2 separate regions of the Sus scrofa genome follow, and region 2 is linked to region 1. A link is a contact called in public Hi-C data. All regions are on one chromosome and are shown on one strand. The core of a region is the stretch at or near the end of the contact, and the rest is flanking DNA. Distances in the headings are between cores, read along the strand shown.

Evidence for each region. Hi-C and Micro-C count contacts between places; a contact is called where the count stands out from the background.
Region 2: a contact with region 1 is called in a Hi-C map of liver, with 3 times the contacts expected there. The contact joins the promoter of CCDC85A here to the promoter of PNPT1 in region 1. A contact is called at or near these places in 1 of 5 promoter capture datasets (liver) and 6 of 47 Hi-C or Micro-C datasets (blood, epiblast stem cells, heart right ventricle and 2 more).

The regions. Positions count from the first base shown.
Region 1 is chr3:85,591,941-85,597,514 of Sscrofa11.1, forward strand. PNPT1 (polyribonucleotide nucleotidyltransferase 1) reads left to right here and starts at 3,466. Exons shown (of 28, transcript NM_001246267.1): 1 at 3,466-3,626. The coding sequence starts at 3,466. All of the region lies in intron 3 of CCDC85A (coiled-coil domain-containing protein 85A), which reads right to left.
Region 2 is chr3:85,647,710-85,653,283 of Sscrofa11.1, forward strand. CCDC85A (coiled-coil domain-containing protein 85A) reads right to left here and starts at 2,145. Exons shown (of 18, transcript XR_002342946.1): 1 at 1,968-2,145. It overlaps PPP4R3B (protein phosphatase 4 regulatory subunit 3B), which reads left to right and starts at 2,355. Exons shown (of 17, transcript NM_001244675.1): 1 at 2,355-2,389; 2 at 2,607-2,851; 3 at 4,185-4,240. The coding sequence starts at 2,710.

The sequences.
Region 1 (5,574 bases), core at 2,216-4,715:
CTACAGGTGTCTCCCATAAGCTGATCCAACCAGTCAGAGGGCCAGGGAGTTGGGTACAGAACAGAGCTGAGAAGGGTAGAAAATGGATGCAGCAGGTGCACATGGATAATACCTAGCGTGATACAGCCTAGCTTTCCTCCTACCATAGGTAGTCTCCATCTCCAGGGCCTTGGCAGCCTCTCCTCCTCAGGGTACAGACTGAGGCTTTCTTCTCTTTTCTTTCTAACCTCTCTCTAGGTGGTATCATGCATTTCCATGGCTTGTGACATCATTGGTGTGCTGATTACTCTTAAATTTATATTACTCCAGTCCTCTCCTTGAATCAGATCCAACTATCTTGACAGCGAGGGCGCTCCAGTGTCTCAGACACTGCATTTCTCACCCATCTAAGTCTATTAATAGTCTTAATTTCCCCCTCCCCAGTATCCAAGTCATCAAATCCTATCAATTCCAACACTAAAATATATTCCCTATCCATCCATCCTTTCTCCTTGTCACCCTTACCACTGTATTACTTCTTATGTTGATACTACTTTCTCCTCCTCCAAGCCACTCTGGACTCAGTAAACAGAGGGATCATCTTAAAATGTAGGCTAGATCATACTACTGCCCTATTTAAACTTTCCAATGACTACCTTTTCCTTCCTCATCTCTGCCCACTCCTGCTTACCACTATCTAGGCACAATGGATTTTTCATATGTCCTCACAGAAGCCAAACTCTTTCCTAACTCAGGGATAACACTCCCCCTGCAAGTGGCTGCTCCCACCTGGCCCCAGGCTTCAGAAGCTGTCTCCTCATCCTTCAGACTGACTTAAAGTCTCCTCCTCAGGAAGTCTTTCCCTGGCCATCTTAGTTTATGTAAGTTCTTTCTCCATCCCACTGTTTTCTATTTTCACATCTACTTTATTCCTTTCTTAGTATTAATCACACTCTAATTTTTATTTGCTTGGTTGTGTTTTGTCATTCTCTCATACTAGACTTCAAATTCTATAAAGCAGTGGCTATTACGCCCTGTAACCATTTCAACTCCCTTATATCCCCTGAGCTTACTATATTGCCTGGCATAAAGCAGGTATTTGATAAATATTTCACAACACATTATTACACTTTCCATGTGGCAGAGACTACGCTTAGTTCCATAAAAATAAGATTGCAATTAAATCCACATAACAGCCCTAAGAGGTAGATGTTATTTTCATTCTCACTTTACAAATGAAGAAACTGAGGTATAGAAAGAGTAAGTGACTTACCAAGAGTCACCTGTTTAAGAAGTGACAGTGGTAAGATTCAAATCTAGACAATCTGATGCCAGAGTCAGCAATTTTAACCACTATGCAATACATATTCCCACATTCATTTCCATGGGTAAAATAATGACCATATTAATTAATCAATAAAGTGGAAGGACAGATGTAGATTGTACCCATAAATCAAGCTGGGGATGTCAGAGAGGATAGTGTTGAAGCTGAGACCAGAAGACTAAGTTTGCGAGATGGACACGTGAGAGGGAATGTGTGAAGTACAGAGAATCACACGAGGAAAGTCATGGAGAAAAAAGAGAGGGTGGTAATGTTACAGAGGAACAAGTTTCAGTTTACTTGGAATATAAAATGAGGAGAGGGAGGGAGTGCCCTTTGTGGCGCAGCAGAAACAAAACCAACTAGTATCTATAAGGATGAAGGTTGGATCCCTGGCCTTGCTCAGTGGGTTAAGGATCCGGCGTTGCCTTGAGCTGTGATTTAAGTTGAAGATGGCAATCAGATTCTCAGTTGCTGTGGCTGTGGTATAGGCCAGAAGCTGCAGCTGCAGCTCCAGTTAGACGGCTAGCCTGGGAACTTCCATATGTCCCTGGTGTGGCCCTAAAAAGCAAAATAAATAAATAAATGAAATGAAATAAAATAAAGTGAGGAGAGGGAGATAAGGAAGTAGGGTAGTAAGTCAAAACTGATGAGGATAAATACGAAAGGTTCATAGTCCACACAAAGCAGTTGAGATTTTATCGTGTTGATTAAAGATTTAGGAAGCCATCAGTAAAGTTTAATCAGGATGGAGACGCATTTAGGTTTGTGATTTAGAAAGATTTCTCTGGCACTGATGTTGAGCAGACTTTCTTAAAGTTGAGTAGACTACTAAATTTTGATGGATCCCTTCAGTGTTCGAAGATACTTTTTATTATGTTGCTTACATATGCACAAATATATAGCAAGACATAATCCCCTTATTCTTGTAGTTTAGTCATAAAACTAAAATAAATACATTTATAGCCCCAAATAAACTACAAACCAAATTAAATTTTAATTGATAATCACTTAATGCAGTGGTAGGTTTGATTTTTGGTGGGTTTTTTTGGTTTTGTTTTTGTTCTTTTTGGCCGTGTCTGCAGTAAGCAGAAGATCCGAGGGCTAGGGATCAAACCCACACTGGCAACACAAGGTTAAGTCAAAAGCAAAGGAAAAGGCAAAAACTAATACTAAATACCTATAAACAGAGTTATCAATAATCCCTTCTATTAGCATGGAAATTCCAAATCAGTGATAATAGCTCTTGAGAGCAAGGTGTAAGAGAGTTGTTTTGCCACTAAATAATTTGTATGGAATTAACATTTTTTGTTCTAAAACCTGTTTAAGTGTTCGTTGAGTTTCATTGTTTGGATTTCTTTGGATTTCTTTGAGGGGAGGCATTATGACCTTAAAAGAGAAATATGACCCTCATAATAGAAAAATGATCACTGGGTTCATTCCAGATACCATATAAAGATTTTCCAACAAACTGGATTAGGAGGAATGGAAGAAATTTATCCACCCCCTAAAAATTTATCAAATTCAAATTCCAAAACTTTTTCTCATTTCCCAAAATATTAAAAAAAAAAGTAGCGGGCATTTTGCATTTAAGGGTTGATTTGTAAAGAAAGAGTTGCTAAATATTAACAATGGAAATGAGGATGAATCCAAAAATGACCATAAAGATATATAAAATGATGATATAGGTCAACAAGAAGTGAAATTAACTTAATAGAAATAAGTTAACGCAAATCTTGGTAGTAACACACTTGTTTGAAATTTATAAAATAAAAGCCGGTGTGGCCCACTACACAAATTCTAATTCTCAGCTAGCAGACGCCGAAATCATAGTAATGTGTTTTCTGAGTACTTCTATTACCACTATAGTTATGTATTAAACACTTACATTATTCTAGGATTCTCTTTGAAACTATGATAGCAAAGCAAACAAAACCCAAACACACTTTTCTAATTGCTGTTCATTGTCTGTTACGAAGTTAAAGCACAATCGCATTCAGATAGGTTTGACCCTTACTAGGCTTCGTAGAAAGGGGCCAGGTATCCACTTCCTCGGCGTTCCCCGCCCCCGGCACCACGGAAACGAAACTGCATCAGGCTCCGCCCCACCTTCTGCAGAATAAGCCAATCAGGGCGCAGCCCGGGCTGAGCGCGTGCAGGGTGTCATGGCGGCCTGCAGGGGCTGCTGCTCATGCCTCCGGCTTCGGCCGCTGGGCAGAGGTCCCTTCCGTCTGCCAGGGAGGGATCGGACACTCACCCAGCTGCAGGTGCGAGCACTATGGAGTGGCGGGAGGTCCCGAACCGTGGCCGTGGACTTAGGCAGCAGGTAAGGAATGTGTGCGTTCTCTCTCCTTTCACAAGGCGCACTGTCAGGCCAGTTCGAGTACATTCATCTCCTGGAGTACGAATCCGGCGACCCAGGTCTCTTTCCCCTCTTTACTCCAAACGTGAATTCCAAATTTCCCTTTCCGGGTTTGGAGTTTTTATCTTGGGATCCTCCTCCTTCTCTCGCTCTCAGCTTCGTGCCCTTTGCTTCTTGCTCCTCCTTCCTGCCCTGTTCCGTGCTTCCTTTCTTCTGGTGAGTCTCTCCACCTGATTACCCTTCTCTTTACTTTCGAGGACTTTTGGGCTATGAAATGAGAAGATAATGCGTTGACAATGGATGTTTACGTCATCCATCCAGTTTACTGTCTAAAAACCATGGCGAACATGACCCTGGTAGGAAGGGAAGGGCAGCTCAGTAGGAAGGGAACGCCAGTTATATGATGCTCTCTGTTTAAGTCTGTGGTAAAGGTACTACAACTTCCACTTTATAGTTAAAACAGGCTCAGGGGAGTTTCCGTCGTGGCTCAGTGGTTAACGAATCCGACTAGCAACCATGAGGTTGCGGGTTCAATCCCTGGCCTCACTCAGTGGGTTGAGGATCCGGCGTTGCTGTGAGCTGTGGTGTAGGCTGCAGACGCGGCTCGGATCCCCCGTTCCTGTGGCTCTGGTGTAGGCCGGCGGCTACAGCTCCGATTCAACCCCTAGCCTGGGAACCTCCATATGCCGCGAAATGGCCCAAAGAAATGGCAAAAAAGACAAAAAACAAAAAAACAGAGGTTCGGAGAAGGTAACTATCTCAGAGTCAGACAAACTAGTACTATGAGACTAGGTGGATTTTGAAATTGTGTTTCAAACCCATACTTTCTCTAGGGGGTATTTGCCACAATTCATGTCTAAAATCACTTTTTAAAAATTCCTACTGGATTCATTCTTAGAATAAATGAAACTGCTAATGCTTACTTTATATATCTACATTTTCACATATACTTTCTAAAAAAAAGTACATGCTCTGGAGTTCTACTTCCTATGGCAGGTGGCTCCTCTTTTCCTTTTGCTCTTCCTAAAGTACCTCCTCCCACTCTTCTGCCCACCAGTAGGATCTCTCTACTCATCTTATCCTTTTTATTATTTATTTTTTCAGAAGTAATTTTTGATTAGGTATTCATTCACTCATGATTCAACATTAAAAAGCTCAGAAATCTCTTTACCATACAGTTTCAGAGCTACCCAGTTCCAATCCCCAGAAGCCACTGATGTGTTAGCAATCTTTTATGTACTTGGCAGTATTTTGTACATTAAAATATTGACAAGTAAATTCATAAGAAGTAAAATCAACCATGAAATATAAAACTAATAACAGGTTTGCACCAAAAACAAAAAGTGCGTTAATAGGAAAAAATTATATAGGTCAGTTAATACCAACTGAGATCATGAGACATATTGAAAAGTAACTGCCTGGATCTTTGCATACTATAAATTGCACATATCTGGTGGGGGAAAAAAAAGTTTAAATTAGGGTAATCATGAAGATAGGACCAAAGGACTATCTGGTGGTGGCCTAGGACCCCTAAAGAAGACCCCGGTAGACTCAACAGAGGGAAAAAAGAGAGTAGAAAAACTTGGTATTTGAATACAAATCAAAGCATGTGTTTGCGAACATTTGGGGTACTGCAGAGCTGGATTGTTTGCTCATTTGTTTCTCTCTGAGTGATTCACTCAGCCCTCAGAATTTGCAGGGGATTGGTTCCAGAAGCCACCATGAATACCAAAATCCAAGGATGTTCAAGTCCCACAGTCAGGCCCTATCCACAGTTCTGTATCAGAGGGTTCAACCACATAAAGAGCTATATTTACAGTTTTATAAATGGAAAAAAATCCTTTTATTATAAGTGGACCCTTCTAGTTCAAGCTTTTGATAATGCTTTCCTAGCTCCACTTCTCTCCCTTGT
Region 2 (5,574 bases), core at 895-3,394, 54 kb after region 1:
CTCCACTACAATCACAATGGTTTCCCTGCTATCCCTCTCACCCATGCAGCATGCTACAGCCTCAAAGCTTTCATATGTGTCATTCCTGCTTCCTGGCTCTCTCTTCCCTGAGGGAAATCCATGGCTGCATGCCACCCCTCCAAGACCTTCCTCAATAAACACCATTACCTCTCTCAAACCCACTCTCTAACCTTTTGCTACTCTTAGTTTTTGGTCATAATATTTATCAGTCCCTGGCATCTGTTTATTATCTTCCTGCTCTAAAATGTAAGCTCCATGAGAAGAGGAACTTCTTCGATTTATTCACTGTCTAGCACATAGTACATGTTCATCAAATACTTGTTAAATGATTCAACACAAGAAATGACTTATTTCAGTTTTTTCCAGTATTAGATCTTATTTGTAGGGTATTAAATTCTTAACATGTATAGTCAAAGTGGCTGCTGTATAGTTCTCATTCCTTTAACTTAATACATGACACATACAAGATTTTTTAGGCCAGTAACACATTACGACTTTGTTCACCTAGCCCCCTCAGCCTTGAATACCCTTCAAGCCAAACTCACACTCAGGGAATCCTCTAACATCAGACCCAAAATTTATCTGTGAAGCCTTCTCTGACCCAAGACAGAAATGTTATTTCCTCTGGACTCCAAACACATTTAGTCCACATCGATCAGAGCAATTAACGGGCTCTATTGCTACGTGTATTAATTCAAGTATATTTTCTTAGGTCCTCTTTATTTTTTTTATTTTTTTTTAATTGTCTTTTTGCCATTTCTAGGGTCGCTTCTGCGGCATATGGGAGGTTCCCAGGCTAGGGGTCTAATCGGAGCTGTAGCCACCTGCCTACGCCAGAGCCACAGCAACGCCGGGATCCCAGCCGCGTCTGCAACCTACACCACAGCTCAGGGCAACGCTGGCAACGCCAGATCCTTAACCCACTGAGCAAGGCCAGGGATTGAACCCGCAACCTCACGGTTCCTAGTCGGATTCGTTAACCACTGACCCACGACGGGAACTCCTCTTAGGTCCTCTTTAGATTAAAAAAAAAAAAAAAAAATCCTATACGAATCCTATGTATCCAGATTTTGAAATGAGTATTTTTTATCAGGCATCTGCTCTAAAACATTCTCACGTTTCAGTGCAATGCGGAAGGGTGTACACACAAGATCTAGTCAAAACATAAGCACGTTTCGACAAACCATGGATTAGGATGACTACAACTCCCAAGATGCGCTGCAGCAAAACGTGCATTTCGCCTGATTTTCACCTTTCAGACTAAAGAGCTGTAAAGAGCTAGCGGCAAGAACTGTCCTTAAAAAAACGAATAAAAGGAGTCTATCAAGAAAACAAGGATTGAAATAAATGACTGCTCAGTTCACCCGTATCCACCGTGCAATGTTTGAAAATTAATCTGTTGTTTGACAACTAATGTAAACGCCAAAAGAATTTCTTCCTCAGTGCAGAAGTCTTCCCGAGAGAGAATGCAAGAAATGCCAGGAAGAGAAACTCAAAAATATCAAAAACAATGCTTAGATAAGTTAGGCAGGTAGTTCCCGCCAGTTCCCTAAACTTATCTGAAGACTCATTTTCCGAGATTACAAATTAGGGAAGAACACCATATTTTCACAAAGCGGAAAGTATGCTTTCCAATGGCCAGCCACCAAAAGCATAACGGCAAAACGCCTGGGCAGGAAATAAGAAACTGTCACACCTTTGTACGATGTTACAATCTTCTGGACAAACACGAACACTTCCTGAGGAAATGCTTAACTATAACAGACTCCACTACGAATTGCAGTGGGTTTGGGGTCGCATTAGACATTTTAAATTCCTAAAGTCTTCACAGACAAGAGGTTTTAACTGTTTTTCTCCTACAGGCTGACAGGGTGAGCTTCCATTAAGGAGTGCGAGCACATTTTCTTCCCTTTGGCTCAGAGTAAGTCCTGTCCAAGGATGCGTACCTCCCAGATTTGCTCTGTTTTTTCCACAGAGCTTGGCTCTTCCACACGCCTGTCACAGACAGCAACCGCCGGAAGCCGCATCCACAACTCGGTTCTGGCGGTCTGCACAGAGAAGAGTCTCGCGGTACCAGCCGTGACTGGAGGCTCGCGAGAACCGCCCTCCCAGCCGAGATCACGCGCCAGTAGGCGGGGTCGAGAGAGGAGAAAGTCGCACTTAGGCCCTCCCACCTCAGCCCAGTACCCTGCATCGCGAGAAAACCGAGTACGGTCCAGCCCGGGAAGCGCATGCAGAAACCGAGGCGATGCATGTTGGACTTGTCGGCCGCCGTAGCCCCTGCTAGGACAGCCCGTGCGAGCTTGCTGGAGGAGGAAGAGAAAGGCAGAGAGAATCGGGTTACAAGATGGCGGATCTGTAGCAGTTACCGCGGCGGCGGCGGCGGCGGCGGCGGCGGCGGCGGTGGCTGCGGCGGGAGAGCTAGAGAGCTCTGGGGGTCAAAGGGCGGGGAGGGTGGGTGTGAGCGGGGGTGAAGTGAGAGGAAACCGGGACTCCAGGCGGAAAGGTCTCAGTGGCTCGTGTTGTCCTTTCCCGCGGCTGAACCTTGGGAGCCATGGTGAACTCAGGCCTCTCCGGAGCCGCCGCCGCCGCCGCTGCCGCCACCGCCGCTACCGTTTCTCAAGAGTGAGAGAGGCGGACTAGGTGAACGAGGAGGCGGCGGCTGGAGTAGTGGGGACAGCAGCCACCATGTCGGATACGAGGCGGCGAGTGAAGGTCTATACCCTGAACGAAGACCGGCAATGGGACGACCGAGGCACCGGGCACGTCTCCTCCACTTATGTGGAGGAGCTCAAGGGGATGTCGCTGCTGGTTCGGGCAGAGTCCGACGGTAAGGTTATTGGAACCGTAGGATAGGGGACAATGCCTCCGGTTTGGGCACAGCCCTGGCGTTTAGGCCCTGGGCCGGGTACTGTTACTACAACCACTTAGGACAGCGCATTGGTTTTGTGCGTGCACTTCAGTGCGTTGAAGGAAACAACTTTGTCTGGATTTACCCTCGGTCAGACGCCGATTCTCTGTTCCCCCGCCTACCATCCTTGTTAAACATTTGACCCGTTCTTCTCCAGTCTCGCCTCTTGAGCAGGGGAAAGTGTGAGAGAGAAGGGAGGAAGAGATGGAAGACTAGGTAGTGAATCTCCTTCGGGGGAGCTGACCGTCCCCGACTCCCGTTATTTTTTTATCCATTATATGCCTGGTACAAAAGGCTTAGTGAAACTTTACTTTCTGCGTGTTTTTTTTTTTTTTAACTCGTTTTACTAACGAGCTTCAGATGCCACAGTCGACAGGTGCTGGGGAAAAACAAGAGGCACCTTTTCCTGGGGTTATTGCAGGCTGTTGACAAGATACATGCACGCACAAGCACATACATCTTCAGTCTGGGATCCCTCCAGGCTACCTTTGTAGAGAGTGCTGTGAAAAAGTGGATACTTTACACCCTAAACAAGTTAGGACACCAGGCAGATTGTAAACTTGTATTCGTTGATTTATTGTACGAGTCACCTGTAAAATATTCTTAAATTATAAAATGTTGAGCCCTAATTAAAACACTTTTCTCATTGTAATCTGAACGCCTAGATTTGAACAACTGATATGTACAGATAAAAGAAAAATAGCAATCTTTGGTTTATTCTTGGCATATTTTGTACTCTCGCACTTTCCTTTTTATTTTAAATAGTCATGGACATTTGTTTTTACATAAGGTGTTCTTCCTTTTGTTCCTAAGGAGAAAAAGAAATGCAGTTTTGTAATTTGTGTACTAAGTACTTAGATCCCTGTTGTGGTCCTTTGTAATTTGTTTAATTTGTTAAACTGGAAATGCAATAAAATAACTTTGTTAAAAAGAATTTGGCTTCAGGTGGTCATTTAGACCTTAAAATTTTTATTTCAATAAAACTCTAATAAGTAATCTAGTCTCCGTATATTCTTCTTCTGAACATTGGTGGTGGTAGATGAATTTTTTTCCTTTAAGGGTATATGGGAATGGGGTGATATATTCAAAATTAAATACGAAGCCCAGATCTTGAGAGAAAAATGTAAAATGGAATACATTTGATTACTTAAGGTGTCTTGCTGGGAGGGAGAAAAAGGTTTTTTAGTATTCTCATGATTTATTCAGGGTTTTATAAATTAAACCTTATAAATACTGTCTTTTTAACTTTCAGGATCACTACTCTTGGAATCAAAGATAAATCCAAACACTGCATATCAGAAACAACAGGCAAGTAGTTGTTTATCTTTAATTTGAAAGACTTCATCCTTGATCAAGGAAATATTAATCTGAGAAAGATGGGAAAGCTTTCCTGACCAGAAAAAAACATGTCTGGTAAACTAAATTATAGGCACATGTTATTTCCCTTGCAGATGAAAAAGTTTCACTGAAAAATGAAAGCTTTTGTTCTGGCAGTAATTTATTATCTTTTAATTGAGCCAAATTCAATTTAGATTATATTAGAATACAGTGTATTTGTTAGTCTTATTTAACTGCAGTTAGGCAGGTATCTTCTATACTCTGTACACTAAGCCTTTTATTCTCAGTCACATTTAAAGGAAATGACATAAAAGAAAATTCAAAGGGTACTCTTTAAAGCAAGGAAAACCTGTTTGTAGTGTGAAATTACATCCTTTGACTTATGCAAAGGTAAAGTTTTTGAAATAGAAACCTTTAAATCCTGTTCTTTAATTGTATATTTTTAATATAATAATGGATACTTTATGAAAGTGTACATTGCGTATTATGTAATGTTTTCTGTTAATATTTATTGTCTTATTTAGGAAAAGAAAACTTGTTTTAATGTGCCTTATCTAATCTGGAAATGGCAGCAGTGATTCAACCGTTCCTTTATTCTGTGAATGTTTTCACTTTTATTATGAAAGATTTCAAAATTAAAGAGTACAGAGACTGATATAATGAGTGTGTAACACCACCAAATTTAACAGTGTTAACATTATACCATATTTGCTTCAGATCTATTTGTAGTGTTGAATATTGTGGCTAGAGTTAAAAAGTCCCTTTGTACATTCTATCCATTCTCCATCCTCCCTATAGGTAACCACTATTCTGAAGTTGATGTATATTATTTCTGTACGTGCTTTTATACCTTTTCTGCATATGTATGTATCCATAAATAATATGTAGTCTTTTATGTGTTTTTAAACTTTATGCAATGATCTCATATTCTTATATGTACTCTGCAACTTTCGTTTTTCACTCAACATTATTTTGAAGATTTGTTTGTGTTAACAATGTAGATCTAGTTGGGTTTTTTTAAAAACACTGTATGATATATGATGTATACCTATTGTTAGACATTGGGATTATTTCCAGTTTTTTGGTGTGTGTGCAGTGTGTGAAGTGAATATGCAGAGATTTTTGAAGGAAAAAGGTAAATTATTTAACAATTATATTTACAATCGTCAATGCTTAGTATTTTCAGGGTCAATGAAAATTTGAATGCCCAGAAACAAATACTTCACAGTTGGAGAAATGAAATTATGTCTATTACACAGTAAATTATTAGTAAAAGCCTTACTGTTAAACAGTTGTTTTATGTA